Regions from separate parts of the Gossypium hirsutum genome. Here region 2 is linked to region 1. A link is a contact called in public Hi-C data. All regions are on one chromosome and are shown on one strand. Each heading gives the region's core, a stretch centred on a gene start, on an enhancer-like site or on the middle of the called end of the contact. The rest is flanking DNA. Distances are from core to core; before and after follow the strand shown. Region 1 holds the start of LOC107954295 (protein RETICULATA-RELATED 4, chloroplastic). Region 2 has its middle 9.8 kb from the start of LOC121219204.

Region 1 (4,073 bases), core at 1,300-3,799:
AGTTAATTTATTCTACAGCTCAAATACAAAAAGTAGACAGATAATAACAAGTGCTAAAACCTGATATACTACACTTGGCAGCATCTGAGTTCTCAAGATTTCTCTGACAAAATCTAACTCTAATTCAATCTTGCTATTTTTCCCCTTGATAACTAAACAAAACTCCATCTCTCATTTGTCTCAAATGATCGTTTTATCAGCCTAGTAGAAGACGAGCTTGCAAGCCCACAAAAAGATATGGTTTAGTATTAAAAGCTTGGTTAGATTACCAGGAGAACATGCGTGTATAAACGAGTCACATATTTGATTAAACTCCGTAATAACCATTAATCTTGAACTATAGACTTCTTTACCACCATATGTTATGATTCAAACTCTTCGTTATGATTCAAACTCTTCGTTGGATGGTCTAGAGCATTTGAAACATTCCCTAAAGGAAAAGCCCAACGTTGACAAGACGGCACGTGGCATTCGTTCCCCATGATTGATAAGCGGTAAACCCGCCTATCACTTCCTCTTGTTACTAAAACTTATATATCATGCAACAGCTGTGAATTAAGTATGTTCATCCAACTACAAATGCTTACAATCTATATATGTGTTGTATTTGTAATTGCCGATGCATGATATTGAGCTACTTTAGCTAAGGTCATTTACCAAAGAAAATTTTAAGCAGCTAACAGAATTCATCTAACTATGAAGCATGACATTTCTATCAGTGGAGTGTCCATATGTCGATAAATGTCCCACATGTTGGAAACATTAAAAGAAGTAAAAGTAAAATTGAACACTGTCAAAAGATGATCAAGATAAAGTCGGACATGAATGGACACAATTGAACATGTTTGGATAAATGATGATTTTTTTCTTCCAAATATGGAATCAACAATTCGGTTCTCATAGGTGTCTTTAAGGTTCAATTTTTGAATTTTGAAAAACTATTTGCAAGTTATTTTTTAATTGAAAAGTACAAATTCAACATATAAAATCTTTTTATAGCCGTCATGTCCATGCTGTGTTCCTAGTCTAACAATTATAAGGCAATTCGCTTCTTATCCTTAAAATATATATGTATATATATACAGAGCATTCGAAGGATTGTAACATATTATTCCCCTAATTTCAAATAAAAAACAGTAGTTTGACCATCAAGAAATTCTAAGGATCAATATAATAGACATGAATTGGCATCAAAATCTTGGGTTTAAATTTATCGAACACGCCATCCTTGCTACTCAGAATCAGAAGAAATGAAGAATGAAAAGGTGCAGGTTTTAAAGAGGTAAGTGAAGAATCATACCACATCAGCAAAAACGATCTCCAGCTCCTTGAAAAAGTTTTCTCTGCGACGTTCATATTCTGCAGCAGTCTGGAAAACATGACAAAAGTATATAAATAGTAGTTAAGATGGAATGATAAAGTAAATGAGACCAAAATTTGGAACATGCATAAACATAGCTCTTGTAGCTTCAATTGCTTTTCCTAAAAATCAACATGCTGTATTGTTGAACATTTAATCCTAAAACAATCATGCACTTTAAGCAGTTTCATGTAAAGAAAGACTAAAACGTTGACTTAAAACTCCGAAGGCAAAGTATCCCGAAATTCGGGCTAAGATTCAAAGAAAATAAGTGAACCAAAAATGATCAAGTGAAAAAGAATAAAAAGAAAACCTTTAAAACCGATGCTAAGTAAGAATCGGTGAACAAATCTACAGTAGCCATTTGTATATATTGATTAAAAAAACGAAAAAGGAGGAAAAATGGACCTTGGTGAAGATCCCAACACCACACTCCATCGCAACTTTAGCTAAGAAAAGATCATCAGCCAAAAGCCTTTCTTTAAACCCTCCAAACTGCATCAACCATCTCATAAGCCCCGATTTTTCAAGCCCCAAGAACCTCTCTATGACCGACCCAGGGATCCTCCCAGCCTGGATCGCCGCCGCCAAGTCCTTCGGCAGACTCTCCGTTGACCTCCCTGCCTCCGCCAGTACAATCATCGCCTCTTTCCTGTTCTTATCACCCGCATTCTCGTCATCACCACCCCTGTGTTTTCCATTCTCATCGTTTCCACCGCCGCCACCCGAGTTGTTGTTGCTGTTAATATCACCACCATCGCCGCCGGCGCAGAAGGTTAAGAACGGGGAAGATCGGCTGTGACGGAGACAGGTGGCGGAGGAGGAAAGGCGGAGGTGGAGGTGGAGAGGGAAAGTGGTGGGGAATTTAGGGGTGATGGTAAGGGAACTAGGAGAGGAAAGTGGGGAAGGGGTGAGAAGGCAGGCGGCGATGGACATTGGTGGCGGCAGGTGGTGTCAGAGGCGGAGTTTTGGTCAGAGAAGTAATGGAAAGAGGTGTGTAATAATGAAAGGTTTGTCGTTGGCTAGTTGATCAAAGTTGAAGGATCTGAATCTAAGCAAACGCCAGACCACTTTCTAAGACAGTTTTTGTCTGAAAATCAACCTCCGCTCTTGTCTACTTTAGGGTTTCATTCTTTCCTACTCTTTTTTCTCTCCCCGTGAAACTCACGCTCTCATTACTCTCCACCTTTTTCTTATAATTTAAATTCCAATTAATGTTTTCTTTAAGAAAATAACTTTCATTATTTTTTTGTGCATTTTCTTATTTCAAATTTTTTATCTAAATAATATAAAAAAAATATTTACTACAATAGGATAAAGCCTTATTATTTACCAGGTAAAGTGAAAAGTGTACTCACGGTACCACCTGAGCAATCGACGATACTCCCTCTCTTGCCACCAAAAATTGCTTCAATCATTCATTTTTTTTAAATAAATTTTTTTAGGCTGTTGCTTGAGCAATCGACAGCACCAATATCTAAAATTTAAAAATACCTCATATTTTTATACATGTAAAAAGTAAAAAATTATTTTTTATTGGTGCCGCCGAAGTGTTAGACGACACCTGAATTTTTATTATAAAATATGTTTTTTAAGTTGAAAAAAATTTAAAATATTCGGGTAATAAAACTTGGGTCCATGACCTATCACATTAGTGGCAGGTCGGTGCCGCCTAACAGCTCGACGGCACCGACCTGACGGCCTACCACTAATATGATTCATCGATCACAGGTCCAAATATTTCAGACTATTTTTTACTTTTTGTTTAAAATTTATTATTATATTATTATTTTCATTATCATAAAAGGGACCAACCCCCACATATTGTTTCCACACGAAAACAAAAACAGACTACCAGCTGATGGTCCCCCACCGAATACCAAGAAGAAAATGTTAGTATGGAGGTTGGTTTTTTCAGTAGTATAATTAGTTATTTTTTAATAGTAATTTATTTGTATTAAAAGTTTATTTAGTACTAATTATTTAGTATTTTTTATTTTTTATATTACAAACACTTGGACGTTCCCTCCCTCCCTTCCAATAGCAGAAGGTCCCAAAAAAATAAATATGTATTTTTTTGTGATCGTATAATTATTAATAATTTGGAATTGTGTTGAAATTTTAATTTTTTATTGTAATAATATGTTAACTTCAAAAATAATTAAAATTGTGTTAGTTCAGATATTTGTAATTTTCTTTTGTAGTGTATGTTTATTAAGATAGATTTTCTCAAAGTGCATGTTTATTTTAGTAGAATTATTAGAATTGGGTATTAAGACATATTTGTGTTGAAAGTAATATTAAGATTGGTTTGACTAGTATATATTTTTTTATTTTAATAATAATTTGTTTATTTTATGATATAAAAGTGAACATTATATGTTTTTTTGAGTAATTAGATTTCTGTTTATTACAAAAATGGGTTTCGGAAAAAGTAATTGTCGTTATTTTTATATTGTTTATTTGTTAAGTCAATGATTAAAATTTTAATTGTTTGTGCAAAAATCGAAATGGGTTTTTTAATTACTACAAACGATCACACAGCAAGGACGATCCATTTGCTAGTAAAAAAAGTTCTAATGTTGTACGTAATTTTCATAATAGTTGCACGTAAATTTTTATTTAATTGTGAGATCTTAACCAATGTTATAATTTAATATGATTAGGGTGTGTACTACGTGTTGAAGTCGCGTGGCTATGGTCCGAGCTACCG
Region 2 (3,967 bases), core at 1,454-3,953, 39 kb after region 1:
ATATATAACTGTAACTATGAGATAAAAGATTCTACCGCACTACAATTACGGTTCATTCAAAGGGGTCTAGAGGCCGCCACCATTTTTCTTACCTCCAAATGGTATGGTTCTTACAACCTTATAATAAAATTTGATAGTGAAATTAGTGAGAGATTCCCGAGAGTCATGATAGGATAGAGAGTTATGCAACTCCATTCTAATGTGTACTTAAGAGATGGATGTTTAAGGTTGGTATTCACTGAATGAATCTTTTAGTATTTTCCACTACCAGTTTTCGGGGTTCGTGGTTATTTTTCTTAATAATATTATGTTCAAAGTTTGAATTTACGTTTCCATGATATATGTAATAAAATTATTTTAGCAAAAACATTTTTATTTATAAAATATAAAATATAAAATATTTATAATAAATTAGATCTGCACATAAAAGGTCTTTTATTAACAATATTAATCACATTAATTTATTTCTTTTTAATTTTAAAATTGTCAAAATTAATGAATTTTAAATTTAATAGTAATTAAAAAATAACTGAATTATTTGTATTAATATTTTCCTAAAATAAAAACTTTAATTGCCACATTAACACATGGTATAGTATGTATCACATTCTTACAAGTATAAATTAGGATAAATTATAGAATTAGACATTCAACTATTAAGGTGTTTCTGTTTTGGTCACCCAACTATGAAAGTTTTCAATTTAGTTACTAATGTTTTAGATTATTTTTATTTTGGTCACTCACGTTTTAGATCGTTTATATTTTGGTCACTCTCCATTAAATGGTTAATGGAAGTGATGATGTGATCTTTTTCTAATTTGTATAATCATATATTTAGTCCTCAATACTTACACATTTTATCAATTTAATCCTAATTCTAAATAATTCAATAAATTTAATCCTACACATTTACAAACTCTATCTTTTTTTTATTATATTAATAGTAAACAAAATAATAATAAAAAATATTCCTCCCCTTTCCCAAACCTTCTCCCCTACTGTCCCTCCCTTTCTCTCCATATTCTCAAGCTTTTATTGCTCTGTTTGGAACTCTAGAAGTAATAAAACGGTTCATGTGTTGCGAGGGGGATTTTATTGTATGCATCTAGTCATGCTTTTCTTCCCCTTGTTTTTTGTGTCTTGTTCTTGCTCAAGAGAGATAAGGTAAGATGTAATGGATAAATCTGTTGACTTGGAAATAGTTTGTCCTCCCTTGGATGCTTTGTGTTTATTCTCTTTCTTCACCTTTGATTTATGAAATTGCTTTTGTATGCTTTTCTTATTCCTAAGAATATTGTTTGACTTGATCACTATAAATATATTTATAGATTAACCATTCTATAGAATTTAATTTTGCATTTGTGCATTTATTTTATTACTTAAATTTAATTTTACCTTAATTATAATTATTTTTATGTTTAAATAATATTAGTTTTACTAAATACATAGTTGGTTAGCATGTCTTGTGCATAGCATGGTTTATAACATTTTTAATCAAATTATAACATTTAAATTTGAAGATTAAAATATGTTTTAAATCTTTATACTTTTTGTATATTTAAAATTTAATGATGAGACTTTTATTTTCAGTTATTTAGTCTCTTTATTTTTTCAGATCTAATTATTAATACTGTTAAAATTCTTTGGTGTAACATATTGAAATTTTGAAAAATAATCACTAGTAACGATGTAACAAAAGAGAAAACATTACAACAGACATTAATTTAATAGAGAAATTTAACGTTAATAGCAATTCTTAGAAATTCACTAAACGTTTTAATTTGAATAAAATATTTAGACTAACTAATGATATTATAAAAGTTGAAGTATTAAATTATGCCAAAAATTAAAGTATAGAGATTACATTTCAAAAGCATAATATAAGGACCAAAATTGAAATTTAAAGTTTTTCATATAATCTTTTATATATATATATATATGGCATCTATTTGGACAAGTGTTAGATAAAGAATGCCTTAAGAAGACATTCTTGTTTTTTTTTTAAGAGCGGATTTGATAACATTCTTAACTTGACTCATGAATAAATGTGCGAATCAAACTGTTTAAATATGTCGTTTAAAATTAAAATAATAAATTAACAAAATATATTTATCCATGCAGGCATATAAAAATGTATTATTTAGAAATAAAAACTAAATGATAATAATTTTAATTTTTTTCGTAAGTTGTTAGAAAACAAATAATAAATTGATCCGTAAGTTAGGCATATACAAACACATTTAAATACGTATTTTAAATATAAAATGAATTAATAAAATATTTTTCTAGATTAGATATAAATGTTAAATCAAAGATACTATAGATAAAATGATGAGGTGGAATTTTTTTTATTAAAAATATACATTCAAACTTATGAGAGATTTTGTTATATGTTAAAAAGGTATTTTTAAAAAAAATTATGTTAGCAGTTTAAGATAATAACAATTTGGATTAACTAATGTTATTGTAAAAATAAAAAATTAAATTATGTTAAATTAAAATATAAATATAATAATAGTTGAAGGATCAGAATTGAAAATGTATTTTGATGGAAGAAGAAGAAGGAAAGCCTTGTGGGCATTTTAAAAAGAAGAATAAAAGTAAAGTCACATGTAGAAATAATACAAATAATTGGAGCGTGCAAAACACCTCCTAAAACATACGTGTAGATTTGTGGCAGAATTGGGTTGGCGAACATTGCATGGGTTCCACGATCACACTTGATTTATGGAATCTTAACAATATTTAAAATTATTTTAAAATATGCCAGAATCTTTTTGTTTGCTTTATATTATAAACTACGTTTACGCTTGCCATGTCCACATTAATTAATTTTATGTATTAATTAAATTATGTTAATTATGAAATTAAAAATATCCTCTCTTTTCATGTTGAATTTATTATTTGTTTGTGTCAAATTATGGAATACAAATTTGAAGGTTAAAATATATTCTAATCCTACTTTTAGTTTCAAAAATTTAGACTTTTTACTTTTTGGATTTAGAAATTTAGATAATAAAATCATGATAATTGATATTATAATGAATTAAAAAAATATATTTTGAAATTGTTGTTAAAATATGAATACCATGATAATAGATTGTTATATATAATTTTGAATTTAATTTTAATTAATAATTAGTGAATGTAGATGGTTAATTAAATGTAAATAATGTGACTATTAAATAAATCTAGAAATATATTTTAAAAATTGACATCCCTATTTATTATAATCCTTGTAATATAACATTTCCAAACTTCATAATTAATATATATTTTACATATCAATTCTTTAATGTTAAGATTGAATTTACATGATTTATTTCTATTTCTTTTTAAAATAATTTATATTGACAAACATTATTAACTCCTGTATTGTACAAGTATGTAAACTAATATATATGATTGTTTTTCTTTATTTAAGACTTAAAGTTGGAGTCGATTTTTATTTTTTAAATTATCATTGGTAGGTGTTGGTCAACGTTGACCGATGTTCATCTGAACTCAATCTTTTTCTTTTGAATTTTAATGTATTTTTGTTTTTTTTTTCAACTCAAATTTTTTATTTTTCTATAAATTTTTTTGAAGTTATATAATATTTAAAATTTTAATTATTTTTAATTTTAGCTATTTTAAAAATTAATTATATTTTTTGAAAATTTAACTTTTTATTTATATATGTTTACATTTAAAAAGAAACATTTTTCAAAATTTTACTTAAATTAATTAACATTTAAAACTGACACGTGTCCAATTCTCATAGGCTCAAATTAAAAAAATTAACGTTATTTGCCTTAGGTACTAGATCAAGATGAAATCAAAAGTTAAGAATTTAATTGGAAAAAAATAATACCAAATTAAACATAGGTCAAGTACCATTAAAGAAGAAAAGAATATATTTCTAATATTGTTGACCCAAAAAATAGTCTTGAGTATTCTATAAGAGAACAAAAAGAATCTTTAGAAA

The links. Hi-C and Micro-C count contacts between places; a contact is called where the count stands out from the background.
Region 2: a Hi-C map of leaf shows a contact between it and region 1, with 2.6 times the contacts expected there. The contact joins the enhancer-like site here to the promoter of LOC107954295 in region 1. A contact is called at or near these places in 3 of 34 Hi-C or Micro-C datasets (callus and leaf).

The regions. Positions count from the first base shown.
Region 1 is chrD07:19,305,180-19,309,252 of Gossypium_hirsutum_v2.1, forward strand. It overlaps LOC107954295 (protein RETICULATA-RELATED 4, chloroplastic), which reads right to left and starts at 2,550. Exons shown (of 8, transcript XM_016889808.2): 1 at 1,769-2,550; 2 at 1,301-1,369. The coding sequence starts at 2,296.
Region 2 is chrD07:19,344,243-19,348,209 of Gossypium_hirsutum_v2.1, forward strand. No RefSeq gene overlaps it. Among protein-coding and RNA genes, the nearest start is that of LOC121219204, 9.8 kb to the right of the region's middle. Within about 2 kb of position 2,704, at least 1 of the 9 cell types and tissues checked has an H3K27ac peak or open chromatin away from gene starts, as enhancers often do. A contact at or near this core is called in leaf, where this site is marked.